2 separate regions of the Mustela erminea genome follow, and region 1 is linked to region 2. A link is a contact called in public Hi-C data. All regions are on one chromosome and are shown on one strand. Each heading gives the region's core, a stretch centred on a gene start, on an enhancer-like site or on the middle of the called end of the contact. The rest is flanking DNA. Distances are from core to core; before and after follow the strand shown.

Region 1 (6,588 bases), core at 563-3,062, 130 kb before region 2:
CTCAGAGCAGTCTCGTCAGGCTGGTGCTGTCTAAGGAAGCAGTGGTTTCAAAGCTGAAGTAGCTTGTGCGTGATAATGCTGCTTGTGACGACAGAACCAAGACTGCAGGGGGTGGCCCACGACTGCTTCCCGTGGCCCCGTGTGCCATCCCCGCCTCCGCTGTCCCCTGGGCTGAAACCCTTTGGTCGCTGCCTCCTCTCACCAACACAGGCCTTATGAAGGTCCTGGAGCAGGGCACAAGCTGTGGATGTCTGTTCCGGCGAGAAGCCCTGCTGACGGCAGAAGATAAGTGCGTGGGAGAAGAGGTCCAGGGTGATGGCCTCCTTCGGGCTTGGCTCAGGACAGCTTAGCCCCAAGAGCTCAGCTAGCACCCTTGGGAGGGAGACAGGAAGGAAGAACTGAGCAGCCCCTTCCCCACCCCACACCGGTGCCCCGCGTATCCTGGAGCTGCGCATCCTGCCTTCCAGCCCGGCCCTCTCAGCCCTCCCAGGAGCCAGCGCTTCTGCTCTTCCCTGCCCGGTCCCCATACTCCCTCATCTCCTCCGTGCTGGCTGTCTTCTGCAGCCTGTGCATGGAATGCGTATCCAGGTACTTCCTGCCGTAAGGAAAGAGAACAGGTGTTGGTGGCCGGCAGGCCTTAGTCCCCTGACCGGGCTGCGATGGCTAGAGCACTGGGCTGGGAACCAGGAACCGGGAGACCTGAGCTTGAGGGTTCGCCCTTCTACTACCCTCACGGGGCAAGTCACTTCCTCTGCGGGTGTAACGTTCTCCGTCTGTAAGTGACGGGCGCGGTGTAGAGGAGCGCCCGGGGTTCTCGTCATTTATAAAGCGGAGGGTTAGGTAACGAGTTCTCGTCTCGGGCTGCACAGGGCCCCGCAGCCGCGGGTGGTGCATCCACAGCCGTAGGCGCCTTCCCACCCCTCTTTGGACCGGGGAGGCAGGAAGCCTGGAGCTCTAGTGGTCTTGGATAACTGCAGTTTCCTCATCTAGCAAACGGGGTGCCGCGGCTGTCCGACAGGCCTGTTGGGGGAATAATGCGCCTACGGTGCCGCTTTTCCCCAAGGTCCTTCACACTCACCACAGGCAGATCCGCGGTTGGGGCAGCGGGGGCTGCGGAGAGAAAACGGAGTGGGCAGGCGGAGCTTTGCCACCCCGGCCCCGGTCCCTGAGCCCTCCGGACTCTCCCGCCTAAGGACCTGCTCGCGGGCCTTCTCGTGTTAAGGCTCGTGTGCGAGCCACGCCGGCAGGCCAGGCTTCGGGAGGCCCCGAGCACGGCCCACGACCAGCGAACGGTGGGAGTCACGACCCTGCCTCTTCAAGGCACCCGAGAACGTCCGGAACGCTGAGAAGCACGGCGGGGACGCCCTGCCGGGGAGCCCTTTCGCCAGCGCTGCGGGGCGGACCGCGCTGTCCCGCCCTCACCGGGAACAAGGTGGCCGCAGGGTCTTCATCCGCTTCTTCCGAGGCCGCCGTGGTGCCGGACCCGGGCCGCGCCCCCGTCGCCATCCGCGTGGCGGACCCATCCACCGAGCCGAGGCCCCTCTGGGGTTCCCGCTGCAGCGCGGAGGGCTGGTCACGCTCCGACGGGGTCTTCAGGGCCGTCAACTGGCTGGACTTGTGGCGGATCATCTCGTCGCTCTTCCGGGGCGCGGGTCAGCGCGGGCCGCGTCCCGCCCGGGTCCTGGGAACGCCGGTTCTCGGGCCGCGATTGTCAAGTCCTCCCTCCGGCGACGCCTCAGCCAATCCGCGGCGCAGAGAGGCCGGGGCGGCCAATCCGCAGCGAGCGTCTCCCTCCGTCTCAGCGGCGACCGTTGCTAAGGGAGTTCGGGGCGGGGGGGAGCAAGTGCAGGACGCTCACCAATCAGTGAGAAGCGAGGGCGCATGCGCAGCAAGTTTCAGGCTCCGCCCCCGTGCCCTCGCTCCAAAGTGGCTAACTGGAGGTAGGCGATGCCCTTAGGGCTGGAGGATGGGCGTGTGGTGTCCGTTGCCACGGGAACTGTCTGCTGGCCAATCACCGGGAGAAAGAGGAAGAGACCGAACCGGGCCCGAGAGGCGGGACAAAGCGCGACCAATAGAAACAGGAAATGCAGTTTCGCCACATCCGGCACTGCCTGCGGCGCCTGCGCTGTGCGCTGAGGAGGCCGGTGACGTCCGGCGAAGTCCAAGATGGCGCGAGGCCGGGTCCGCCGCGGGTGAGGGTCCCGGGCAGGTGTGTGCGGGGAAGGCCTGGGGCTGCGGAGCACTGGCCGCCTCGCCACCTCTGCTCTCTGTCGTCTTCAGGTGACGGAAGTGCCGCCGACGCCCTCCTGACGTCCCTCGGGAGACCCTGCGGCGCTCCTCGCAGCCGCGGCCATGTCCGGACCCGGCAACAAACGCGCCGCCGGCGACGGGGGCTCGGGGCCCCCGGAGAAGAAGCTGAGCCGCGAGGAGAAGACCACCACCACGCTGATAGAGCCCATTCGCCTGGGGGGCATCTCGTCCACGGTGCGTGGGCTCCGGCCCGGCCCTCCCAGCTTGTCCCATCTCCGAGCGCCGAATCGTCGGAGCCTGGGCTCCCTGCTCCCCAGGCCGAGCGGGGGCCGCTTCCAGCACGCGCTGCTGAGAGAAGCCGGGGACTGACCTCTGCCTGCTTTCTGCAGATAGGGGAACGGGTTGGCAGCAGCGCGCGACCTGTCAGAGACCGAGAGTTAGACGGAGGCAGAAGCAGACCTTGGCCCCCCGCACGATTAGGGGCTTTCTCCTGGGCGCCTAGATGTCCGTAGATCCTGCCGGTGGTTAGGGTGGGGGTCCTGCCCCCGCCGCCCCAGCGCGCCCTTCTCTCCCTCTCTGATTGCTCTCCTTTTGTTCTCCTTTGGTAGGAGGAGATGGACCTCAAGGTTCTGCAGTTCAAGAACAAGAAACTAGCAGAGCGGTTGGAACAGCGGCAGGCTTGTGAAGACGAGCTCCGAGAGCGAATCGAGAAGCTGGAGAAGCGGCAGGCCACAGATGACGCCACGCTCCTCATTGTCAATCGCTACTGGGCCCAGGTGGCTGCCCCTCTGCTTCCCAAGACCCGGCCTTGATCCCGCTGCCCGTCCTCTGCTGCTCTCCTGGAAAACGAGCGTCATGCTGGGAAGCACCTGAGGGATTCATAACATTTTTGGTGCTTTCTCCCTTCAGCTGGATGAAACTGTGGAAGCCCTTCTCCGACACCATGAGAGCCAGGGGGAGCTGTCTGGAGGGACAGAGGCGCCTGGGACCCAGGAGGGGCCGACGCGTGATGAGACCCCTCTCACAGAGCCAGGGACATCGGACCTGAGGGGTAGGGCCAGAGCCCTAGGAGCTGGGGAGCTTAATTAAGTCCTGGGAACGGTCCTGCTGAAGAGGGAACTTTTGTATTAACCTCCTGAGTTCCTGACCACCCTTCACACAGACACACATCTGACTTCATGTTTGGATAGCGAGAAGTAGCGGTTAAGGACTCGGGCCCCAGGCTTTGGAATCTGAGTGACCTGGTTCATAGTGCGTGTCAGGTTTGACACTCATTTAATTCAGAAAGTAACAATACCAAGTGATAATTGTGAGTTCATACTGTAACAGCCTTGGGTGAGACAAAGATAAGCCAAAAAAGAAACACTGTCTTTGCCATCGGGGAGGAAGTGATTATAAACCACAAGTAAAAAGAATAGGAGCCCATGAAAGGGCATTAGTGTATGTGCACTTGTGTGTGGGTCTCGTTGAGTTGGCGAAGACAGAGGCGGCTTCCCTGAGGAATGATTTGGAAGCTCCGTGGCCTTGGAATTACTTTAGTTTCCTGGGCCTCCGTAGTTTCACTTTGATGATGGGGACACCAGTGTATTAACGGGCACTGCGTGTGTTGAATCAGGGTGTCAAAGGGCTCAGTCTGGAACTTGGTATGGAGTGGCGGTAACTGCTGCTCTCAACCTCCTGAGATCCTCATGAGGGTCTGTCCACCTCCCACAGAGCCCCTGCCCGTGCAGCTGCGGCCCCCGCTCAGTGAGCCAGCCTTGGCTTTTGTGGTGGCCCTGGGCGCCAGCAGTAGTGAGGAGGTGGAGCTGCAGCTGCAGGGCCGGATGGAGTTCTCCAAGGCCGCCGTGTCCCGAGTCGTGGAGGCCTCAGACCGCCTGCAGCGCCGGGTGGAGGAACTCTGTCAGCGAGTGTACAGCCGAGGTTAGTTCTCTGTGTCCCACCGCAGAGGTGTCCGTCCCCACTTGTGTCTGGTTGTGTCCCCCCAATGCCCGGGTCCAGGGGCAGCCAAAATTCTCCAGGGAATGAATTAGCCACGTTCTTGGGAAAGCGGTAGTTAGTAGATGCGGCTCTGCCCTTGGTTCGTGGGTTGCGCTCCAGAGAGGAGGGAGGAGTTGATGCTTCTGGGGCCACTGCCTTCCAGCTGGAGACTTCTCTGGAACACTTTGCACAGATCTTAGTTGCAGTGGCTGGCCCACAAAGCGTAGTAGCAAGTGTCCAGGCCTTGCAGGCTGACAGGCTCTCCCAGCCCTAGTCCTGTCATTCTGGGCAGATGGTTCTCCTCTCTGAGCTGGTTTCCTCCTTTGTGCAGTGGAGATAAAAGACTCCGGGCTTTGTCCTGAGAAACGGGCAAGACAGCTGGTGGATCACCCTGGGCACATAGCAGACTCCAGAATGAGTTAGTACTTTGCCCCATGGCCCTGGATTTGGCTCTTACCCGAGCCCTGCCTTCTCAGGGGACAGTGAGCCCCCCGGTGAGGTGGCTCGGGCACGCACCCGGGAGCTGGGTCGTGAGAACCGGCGGCTGCAGGACTTGGCCACCCAGCTACAGGAGAAGCACCACCGCATCTCGTTGGAGGTGGGATTAAAACCAGGGCAGGGTTTGGATTAGACGCATACGAAGGCTCTCAGGGACCCAAGTTCCCTGCTCTAAGCATCTGACCCTGTCATTGTCTCCAGTACTCTGAGCTCCAGGATAAAGTGACATCAGCAGAGACCAAGGTGCTGGAGATGGAGACGACAGTGGAGGACCTGCAGTGGGACATTGAGAAGCTGCGCAAGCGTGAGCAGAAGCTCAATAAGCACCTGGCGGAAGCCTTAGAGCAGGTGGGGCTTGGGTGCTGGGTCAGACGGAGCCACGGCTAGGCACGTGGAGCCCTTGCTTCTCTCCTCCACCCCCATGGGTCTGTCTCTCCGCAGCTCAACTCTGGCTACTATGTGTCTGGGAGCTCCTCCGGCTTCCAGGGGGGCCAGATCACACTCAGCATGCAGAAGGTGAGTAGGCACCATTTTTCCAGTTCCTCCTACAGCCTCTGCCCCACCCATGAAAGTCCCCTCAGAGTTTAGGGCAGAGAGCTGCATGCTCTGAGTCCGTTCCCTGTCATTCATGCTGCTCTGTTTTATTCATTGATTTGTGTATTTAGTAAGTAATTGATAACATTAAATCGTAGGCACGGTGCTTGGAAGCAGGCACAGGCGAAGACAAAAGAGACAAAAAGCAGAGCTTTCATGGAACTAGGGTTCTAGTGGGGGGAATAAACAGGAAGTAAGATAGTTCATCAGGTGGTTAAAGGTGCCCCAAAGGAAAAGCACAGAAAAGACACAGACGAGGGCATTTGGGTGGTTTATCAGGTTAAGTGTGTGACTTCAGCTCGAGTCGTGATCACCAGGTCCTGGGGTCGAGTCCCCTGTCAGGCTCCCTGCTCAGTGGAGAGTCTGCTTCTCTCTGTCCCTACCCCGCTCATGCATGTGCACTCTCTCGCACATGAAAGTAAATAAACCTTCAGAAAAAAGGGAGAGGAAAGGGAAGTGTGTTGGAGTTGACTGGCATGCTTAGCTGAAGGAGCCGTCTCACCGGGAGGGCTGTCTCACTTCTTGTTCATCGAACATATTTTTTGGTCCTGTGAGGATCATTGTTCCCTGTTAAGCCTTAATTCAGGTTCCTTTTCAGGTCTTTCAGGAAGGTTTTTCTGATTTCCCTGTCAGTTATGAGCTTTGGTTCCCAGCACTGATCACGTAGTGTTTTCTCCCACTTACCTGGAAGCCCTTAGGAAAAGGCTTGGGTTTGGCTCGTCCCTGGGGCTTCAGAACCCATCACTGCCCGCCTTGGGTGGGGATGAGAGGGAAGCCCGCATCCCGGCCCGGCCCTGCCTCCCGTAGCTCCTCCCGTTCTGCAGTTTGAGATGCTGAATGCGGAGTTGGAGGAGAACCAGGAACTGGCCAACAGCCGGATGGCAGAGCTGGAGAAGCTGCAGGCCGAACTTCAGGGAGCTGTGCGGACCAACGAGCGCCTCAAGGTGGGCCCTGTTTGGGACCGGGAGGCCTAAACCTGCAAGGTAGTGGCCAGGTCCTGAATCCTGTTGCTGATCGCTGGTGGGCACCCTGGCCGTAGGTGGCCCTGCGGAGCCTTCCTGAGGAGGTGGTGCGGGAAACGGGGGAGTACCGAATGCTGCAGGCCCAGTTCTCGCTGCTCTACAACGAGTCTCTGCAAGTGAAGACGCAGCTTGATGAGGCCCGGGGGCTGCTGCTGGCTACCAAGAATTCCCACCTGAGACATATTGAGCACATGGAGGTACGGCCTTGGAGCAGACCTCAGGGTCAAGGTGTCGCTGGCCTTTGCAG
Region 2 (7,445 bases), core at 1,279-3,778:
TAGGGTTGCTCGCAAGTGTTCCAGTTCTTCCAGGCCTGTGGGGACATCGCTGTTCTGACTCCTTTGAGGTTAGGTCGGGTTATCGACTGGCCAATACAGTGGGAGCAGAACTGTCACATGGAAGCTCAGATGGAGATGGAGTCTCTTCCCCGAGGGACTGGAAGGAGCAGACCACCTGCACTAGACATGCAGCAAGAGTAAGAAACGACCTTTGCTAGAAGCCACCAAAACTTGGTGTTCTTTGTTACTGCAACTTAACCTAGCCTATCCTGGCGGCTCTAGAAGCTACCAACACCTCCAGAGACCCAGAAGAGACGGAGAACGGAGAGCAGCGAGCAGCCTTCGGGACAGGACGGGGCGACAGGAGAAACGGGCCGCTCCGGCTGCTGAATCAGTGAGCCCACTCCAAGGCTACCCACAGTTCTGAAAGGAGGCAAGTGCCCTTTATTCCTTTCTAGCGGTTCCTCGAGGGACTGAGGGATCTCACCTATTTCTGAAACTGGCCTGTAGTCCTATAGTCCACGCCGTCAAAAAGAAAACCACCACCACTGAGTGGTCCTAAGCCATCCTTCCAAAGTGCTAGATTTCAGGATTTCAAGTGAAAGTGGAAACCCATTTTTGCAGGACAATTTTGCAAACAATTGTTTTTGTTCCAAACTAAGCTTACACATCCGGCGGAATTTGATCCCTTTGTAGATGTTGCAGTAGTCCTCAGCCGGGGTTCTGGAAACTGGGTCAACTGGGTCCCCAGTTTTCTCATCTATAAAAGGGTTCTATCTCCTAGGATTCTTCTGAGGATCGGATGAGATGCTGAAAGCACCGAATTAACACAGAAGTGGACACCTCATAACGCTTACAATGTAGTGAGCCAATAAATGAATTTCATCTGGGAATCACAGGAAGACTTCATTGGGGCAGCGGCATTTAAACAGAAACCTGCAGGATGCAGACTAGAGAAGTGGGATGCGAGAGGGGAAGGACCTAACAGGCCGTGGGAAAAGCGGTGGAGAAAGTCCTGAACAATCACGCAAGCCGGCGCTCAGGCAGCGAGCACACAGAGGAGACCATCACCTGAGAGCCAAGGGCCTCCTGACAAGGTGGGAGCTGGAGGCAGCCTCCGCCCGGCCTCAAGCCAGTCCCTCCAACCTCAAGATCGCCCTCCCCGGGCCGGCGTGAACTTCCCGGGCCGAAGAGCCACCCCAAGTCTTCCGCAGGGCGCTCCAACACAGGCGGGGAGAGCCGGAGGTCGGAAGTGGGTAGTTTTGCAAGCGGAGGAGGCAGATCGAGAAGGCCGAAGCGGGGAGCAGTCCCGCTCGCTTTGGCCGCCGAGGTGGCTGCAGGGACGCCGCCGAGGCCGGTCGGCGATGAGGCCGCCGGTGGGCACGACCGGCTACTTGAAGGCTGAGGCATCCGGCCAGGCTGCAGGACCTCAGGCACACGGAGACTGGGCGCCCCCTGGGAGCCGTGCTCGGTAGCGGACGCGGGAGGACTCGGAGGAGGACTCGGAGGAGGGCTCGGAGGAGGGCTCGGAGGAGGGGCGGGGTGCGGCTCGAGATGCGGGGTGCGGGGGCGGCTGGGGATGCGGGGGCGGCTGGGGATGCGGGCCGGCGGCTGGGGATGCGGGCCGGCGGCCGGCCACAGTTTCCTCCTCCCGGGAGCGAAGCCCTCCCGGCGCGGCGGATGCCTGGGATCCCCGAAGGGCTGGGCAGGAAGGAGCCCCGAGAAAGGAGCGACCCGCACGAGCCCCGGGCCAGGCCCCGGGCCAGGCCCCGAGGGCGTCGAGCTCACGCACGGACCCTTCGCGGTGGGACGCGCCATCATCCCCACTTCCCAGGCGAGAAGACCGACGTTCCGCGACTCCCGATTTCGCAGGACTTGCGAGCCCCTTCGCCGGAGCCCTCACGACCGGGTCGGTTCCGGGTCGGACTCCCGGAGGCCTGGGGGAGCAGCCTCGGGTGCGAGGCGCCCCGGCTTTCCGAGGGACGGTCCCGTCGGCGACAACCACGCCGCCCTTGCCGCGACAGCGCCGTTTACTGCTGTTCTCCCGGAGAGCCTTACGCTCAAGGACCCTTAAGAGTCCTTGCCGCGCGCGGGGGCGACATTATATATTCCTTGGACTCCCGCGGGTCTTCCTCCCTCACCTGCCTTGAGCCCCACCGGTGACCTAAATTCTCCCCCTCCGCTGGCGAGTACAGGGCGCGGGACTACAAGTCCCGGCAGGTGGTTCGGAAAGAGGCGGCGGGCAGAGGCGGAAAGACACTCTCGCTTTCCGTAGGCTCGCAAGTGGGCGTGTCCGTCGCGATGCACCTTTCAACAGCCCAGGTCCTTTCTCCGGGGGCTGAGGAAGGGACTACGTCCCCCAGCAGGCATTGCCGCAGAGAGCCGGTGATGGTCCGCCATCATCATTGTAGTCCTCTCCCGCGTTCGTACAAGAGAACAACCCTAGTGCATGGACTACAAATCCCAAGCCGCCATCTCCCCTTCCCTTCGGCCGCCATCTTTGCTGGTTGTCCCCGCCCCTTTTCCCTTCCATTGTCTCCGCCGAAGATAATAGAGCGGACCCGGGAAGACTGCAACTTCCGTCAGGCTCTGCGCCACCGGGAGGGAATCTCTATGTCACAGGCGGGCGAGGTGCCCAAGGTGGTAGAATGAGGCGGCAGGGAGAGGCCAGGTGGCCTGCCATCTTTACGGTAGTCTCCTTATTCTCGTGGTTCCGCCAGTCTTAAGGCACGCGAGAAGGCCCGAAGACTACTGTTCCCATCGCACCTCATCAGACCGACTCCTAGTCAGGTGTACGCCCCTCTCCCGCCATCTTGCTTGTAGTCCTCGCTCCTTTTCACCTTTCCATTGTTCCTGACGAGTAGAAATGGCAGCGGGAAGGCAGCAGATGGACTGCGACTCCCGTCAGGTACCACACACGCGGAGGGTTGTGGACAGGAGGGCGTGTGAGCGCCCGGGAAAGAGGTCGGGTCGGGGGAGAAGGCCATCTTGTTTGTAGTCATCGTTCCCGCTCCTTCTCTATCCTCGGCTACGGGGAGCCTCGGGGCAACCGGACTATAACTCCCGGCGTCCTCGGCTCCCGGCTTGGCACGCCCTCCGCCATCTTGTTTGTAGTCCCCGCGGGCCCCAGCATCCCCTTGCTCCCACGGTGTCCCCGGGCCGCAGGACTACGACTTCCGTCGTGCCCTGCGCGCGCTCGTCCTGGAAAGTGGAGGTGGTGGGGACAGGAGGGGGCAGGGGGCGGGGTTCCTCTGGGAGAAGGAGGGAGTAAAGAGGAGGAGGAGGAGGGAAGGAGGAGGGAGGGGTGGGGGAAGAGAGGAGGAAGGAGGAAGGAGCTCAGGAGGGATGAGAGAGGCGGCCAGGGCCCCGGGCCGAAGCAGCGCGGGGCCGGGGGACCAGGGGGGCTGAGGCACCCCAATTGCCCCCTCCCCCTTTCCCTGCCCCCTTCCATCCTTTCCTTCCATCCTCCGCCTTGAGGAAGGGGATTTATTCAAATTTTATTTAAATCCCCGTCTCTGGAGGGTCGCGCGCTGGGGGGAGGGGGAGAGGGCGGGGGCGCGCGCAGGCTGGGGGGGCGGGGCCGGAGCAGCTTCCTTCACCCCCCTCCACTCGCCGGGTAGCCCTAGGGCAGGGGGCCGCAGTCCAGGGGCGGGCCCAGGGGAGGGGGGCAGGTTACAGGGACCCCCCCCTCCCCGGGAACCGGCGGTGGGCGGGGCTTGAACCCCGGAAACGGTGGGGGGGGCCCAGGCCTGGCCCTGGACCCCTGGGCGGTGGGGGCCGGGAAGGGGCCAGTTAAAGGGCCGGGGGCGCTGGGAAGAGGCGGGGTGGGGGGAGGGGAGCTGTGACTCGGACCCCGGACTGAGTGGGGCCCGGGCAGAAGCCGAGCACCCTGCGCCCGAGGAGCCCCCGTTGGCCTGGGGGGGCTGAGGGACTGAGCCCCCCAGAGCAGGACCTCCCCCTGGAAGGGCCGCGCCGCAGCCCGTGGGAGGGCCTCGCCCCCGGCGCCCCCCATCTCCACTCGCCGCCGTCCCGGCCTCCGCCGGAGGGAGGGGCCGAGCGCCCTCGGGGGGCCGTGGACCCCGGCGTTCTGAGCGTTCCGCGCCCCGCGCCGCCCGGCCCCCCCGCCGCCGATGGCCGCCGACCCGCCGGGAGCTGCCGAGAAGGGAGAGATGGCTCCCGGGACACGTGTGAGGTGGGTTCGTGCGGCTCCTCCTCACCCCCAGATCGGGGCAGCTCCCACTCCCATTCATCCTCTGCCCGGCCTCTCTCCACCCTCCCCGCCCCCAGCCTCGCCCTCTCTTTGCTCCAAACTCCTCGTGCCCAGCCCTCCTTCCTGTTAGCGCTCAACCCTGGGGACCGGCCTTCCTTCCTAGACCCTGCTTCCCCTGGCAGACCCCCATCCCCGCCCGCATCGCCGCCCTCCAGGCCCTTCCCCTGGAGCGCTGGAGGGCCCCTTCCCCCCATGGATGGGTCTGGAAGTCCCTGGAAAGGGGGAAGCTAGGGTAAGACTCTGGCCACGAAGAGACCCCTCCAGGCCTGCTGAGTCTCTGTGGGGTCTTGGAGGATCTGGTTTCCACGGGAAGGGGAGCCCGAGGGATTCTAGACAATTCGGGATGGAAAGTAGCCTGGGAAGCTGGGGGGCGGGGGAGAAGACATGTCGGGCTGAGCCCATCCTGAGTTCTGTGGAGATGTCAGGGTGGATTCTGGAATCCCAGGGAGTCTGGGAGATGGCCCAGGCTAACCTGAGAGATCCAAGAGGAGGTGTCTTGGGGCAGAGGGAGCTTTGTTGGGGGAGCAGAACAGTAGAGATGTTGGGCTGAGGAGGGCCTCTGAGGCAGCATGGGGAGGAGGGTGTCTCAGAGCCCTGAGGGTGGGGGAGGGCAGGCATCCTATTGGGTCTGTTGACAGTGTATAGGTTTGGGGGGAGAGAGATTGGGTGGCAGCTGCGTGTGAGAGAGAAAGGAGTGAGGAGGAAGGGTCTAGAGCTTCTGCCCAGGAATTTGTGGGTATCTGGAGGGAAGTGGGGGGGAGTTCAGGTTGGCGAATGCTTGGGGGGTAGTACATTTGGGTACCGGGGGAAGAGCTGGGGTCTCTCTGAGGAACTCCACAAACAAGGAACCCCGGCTTTCCAAGGAGCTTTGGTGTGGAGGTGTCAGAGCCGAGGCCGAAGGCCCTTCCTCCTCCCCTGGGTAGCCAAGGGGGTGCTGAGGAAGGGTTAGAGGAAAGAGGAGTGAGGTCAGGAAGCCAGTTCTCAGGCTCCCAAAGGAGCCAGGTGAGCACTTTGGAGAGAGTCCTTGAGTAGAGGGAGTGGTGCCCCCCCGGCCCCCCCAGGAGGGACAATCTCCTTGTTCCTCGTCTCCCGCACCCCGGGACAGGGGTAGGAGAGCAAGCTCTGGCTGCCTAGGAATGGGGGGAGCTGCCGCGAGTGTCCTAGGCCAGGGCCTCCGTGGGCCCACCTGACCCTGTGTCCCATTCACCCACAGCCCTCGGCGTTGCTGACGCCCCCAATGTCGTCGAGCAGCCGGGGGCCGGGGGCCGGAGCGCGCCGACGCCGAACCCGCTGCCGCCGCTGCCGGGCCTGTGTGCGAACTGAGTGCGGGGACTGCCACTTCTGCCGAGACATGAAGAAGTTCGGGGGGCCCGGGCGCATGAAGCAGTCGTGCCTGCTCCGGCAGTGCACTGCCGTGAGTTCTGCCCCCGGCGCGCCCGACACCCCTGGGGGCCGTGGGTGCCCTTCCCCAGCTGGCCCGGGTGCCCTCCTGGGCTGGCTGCGTCCTCGCGCTCACTGTAGAGTTCCTGTTCGTTCACACAGTCGGACGCTGTCTTGTTCGGATGTCCAGCAGGCCCGTTTTTGTCTCCGGTTCCAAGCAGGGGCCAATATTAGCGCCCAGAAGAATGTAATGTTCTGCCTACCTTCACGTTTTTCCCGGCTTCAGAGGCACAGACCCAGAGAGACCTCAGCCCCTCTGTACGCCTCCCTAGAGGAATGTGTGCCCAGGGGCCCACTCCCAGAGCTGGCCCAACTGAATAGGTCTTAGCCTTCTCCGGCTTCTTCCTCACCTGCCAGAGTGGTCTCGGATTTGAGGCCAGGCTTACCCTTTGTGTGACCTTGAACAAACACACTGAACCTCGAAGTACCTTTTCAGTGAAACCTTTCCTTTGCTGAGTCGTAAAGATGAAGCAGTAGCAGAGATGTGAGTGTGCCCAGCAGCAGTAGGTATCAGAGAACATGAGTTTCTTCCACGGAGCTCCCCAGAGCTCCAGGATGTGGCCCTTCTCAGGCGGCCTTTTCCATCTACCTCCTCCTGGAGGACCACCACCACCTTTTCCCTCCAACCCGTCTGCTGCCTCTTTGCCCTAGAGCCCCCCCTTCTCTTTCTTTGTCCCCCAACCATTGCCTTGCTCTCCTGTTCCTCCTTTCCCTGGCCCTTTTTCCTTGGGCCTGTCTCCCAACCTTCAGCATCCCTCAGATGACTCTGTATTACCCTGCCCCCCGCCCCAAGTCAGGTTGTCAGAGGGCTGCTCTCTCAGGACCAGCCAGCTGCCTTTCGCGTTCCCAGGAGTCTTGCCAAAACCTGATTCATTGTAGGGTCCAGGGCAACACTTGGGCTGCCCATTGTGCAAACTCCGAATCATCCCAAGCTGCAGCCACAGTCTCCTGCCGCTTTCTCTTGCAACAGTATGGTCCTATTTGCTATGGTTTCTGTCCTTTCCCCAAAGCCAGCAAGAGTTTCAGGGTCACACACACAGACCCTGATTCCAGCTGCAACATTTGCAACCGTGATAACAACTATGTATCCAGTGCTTCCCCGGGTGAGCTCATTCTTCCAAAGGTCCTGCAAAGGAAGAATGCCTAGCCCCATTTTACGGATGGAGACATGAGACCTAAGGAGGTTAAATCACTTGCTCAAGGTCATACTGTCAAAAGGGAACAAATTCAAGATTTAACCCAGATGGACCCATGGGTTCTGAACCTCATCCCGCAGCTGGCCAGGCTCCCCGGAAGGAAGGGTCTTCCCCTGTCACTTGCTTTCTGGGTCCCTAATACTCCCTCTTCCCCGCAGCCCGTGCTCCCACACACAGCTGTGTGCCTCTTGTGTGGGGAGGCTGGGAAGGAGGACACAGTAGAGGGAGAGGAAGAAAAATTTGGTTTGAGCCTCATGGAGTGTACAATCTGCAATGAGATCGTCCACCCCGGCTGCCTGAAGGTGATGGCCCTGGGGGTCCTGGAGTCTGAAGGTGATGGCCCTGGGCAGCGCTGCCTCTGGGTTTCCTGGCACGCTCCATCCACTCCCTGCCCTCTGCCTACAGATGGGGAAGGCTGAGGGTGTCATCAATGCGGAGATCCCTAACTGCTGGGAGTGCCCCCGATGCACCCAGGAAGGCCGGACCAGCAAGGTAGGGGTAGGGGCTGGGCTGGGCGCTGGGTTCTGCACAGACAGTGG

The links. Hi-C and Micro-C count contacts between places; a contact is called where the count stands out from the background.
Region 1: a Hi-C map of skeletal muscle shows a contact between it and region 2, with 8 times the contacts expected there. The contact joins the promoter of CCDC189 here to the promoter of FBXL19 in region 2. A contact is called at or near these places in 2 of 3 Hi-C or Micro-C datasets (skeletal muscle and spleen).

The regions. Positions count from the first base shown.
Region 1 is chr20:728,274-734,861 of mMusErm1.Pri, reverse strand. It overlaps CCDC189 (coiled-coil domain-containing protein 189), which reads right to left and starts at 1,812. Exons shown (of 10, transcript XM_032328357.1): 1 at 1,423-1,812; 2 at 1,079-1,110; 3 at 530-595; 4 at 203-372. The coding sequence starts at 1,629. It overlaps RNF40 (E3 ubiquitin-protein ligase BRE1B), which reads left to right and starts at 2,110. Exons shown (of 19, transcript XM_032328353.1): 1 at 2,110-2,484; 2 at 2,859-3,026; 3 at 3,160-3,301; 4 at 3,964-4,170; 5 at 4,704-4,825; 6 at 4,927-5,073; 7 at 5,167-5,241; 8 at 6,144-6,263; 9 at 6,359-6,538. The coding sequence starts at 2,353.
Region 2 is chr20:598,612-606,056 of mMusErm1.Pri, reverse strand. FBXL19 (F-box/LRR-repeat protein 19) reads left to right here and starts at 2,528. Exons shown (of 11, transcript XM_032326996.1): 1 at 2,528-2,908; 2 at 5,484-5,684; 3 at 7,065-7,208; 4 at 7,312-7,398. The coding sequence starts at 2,867.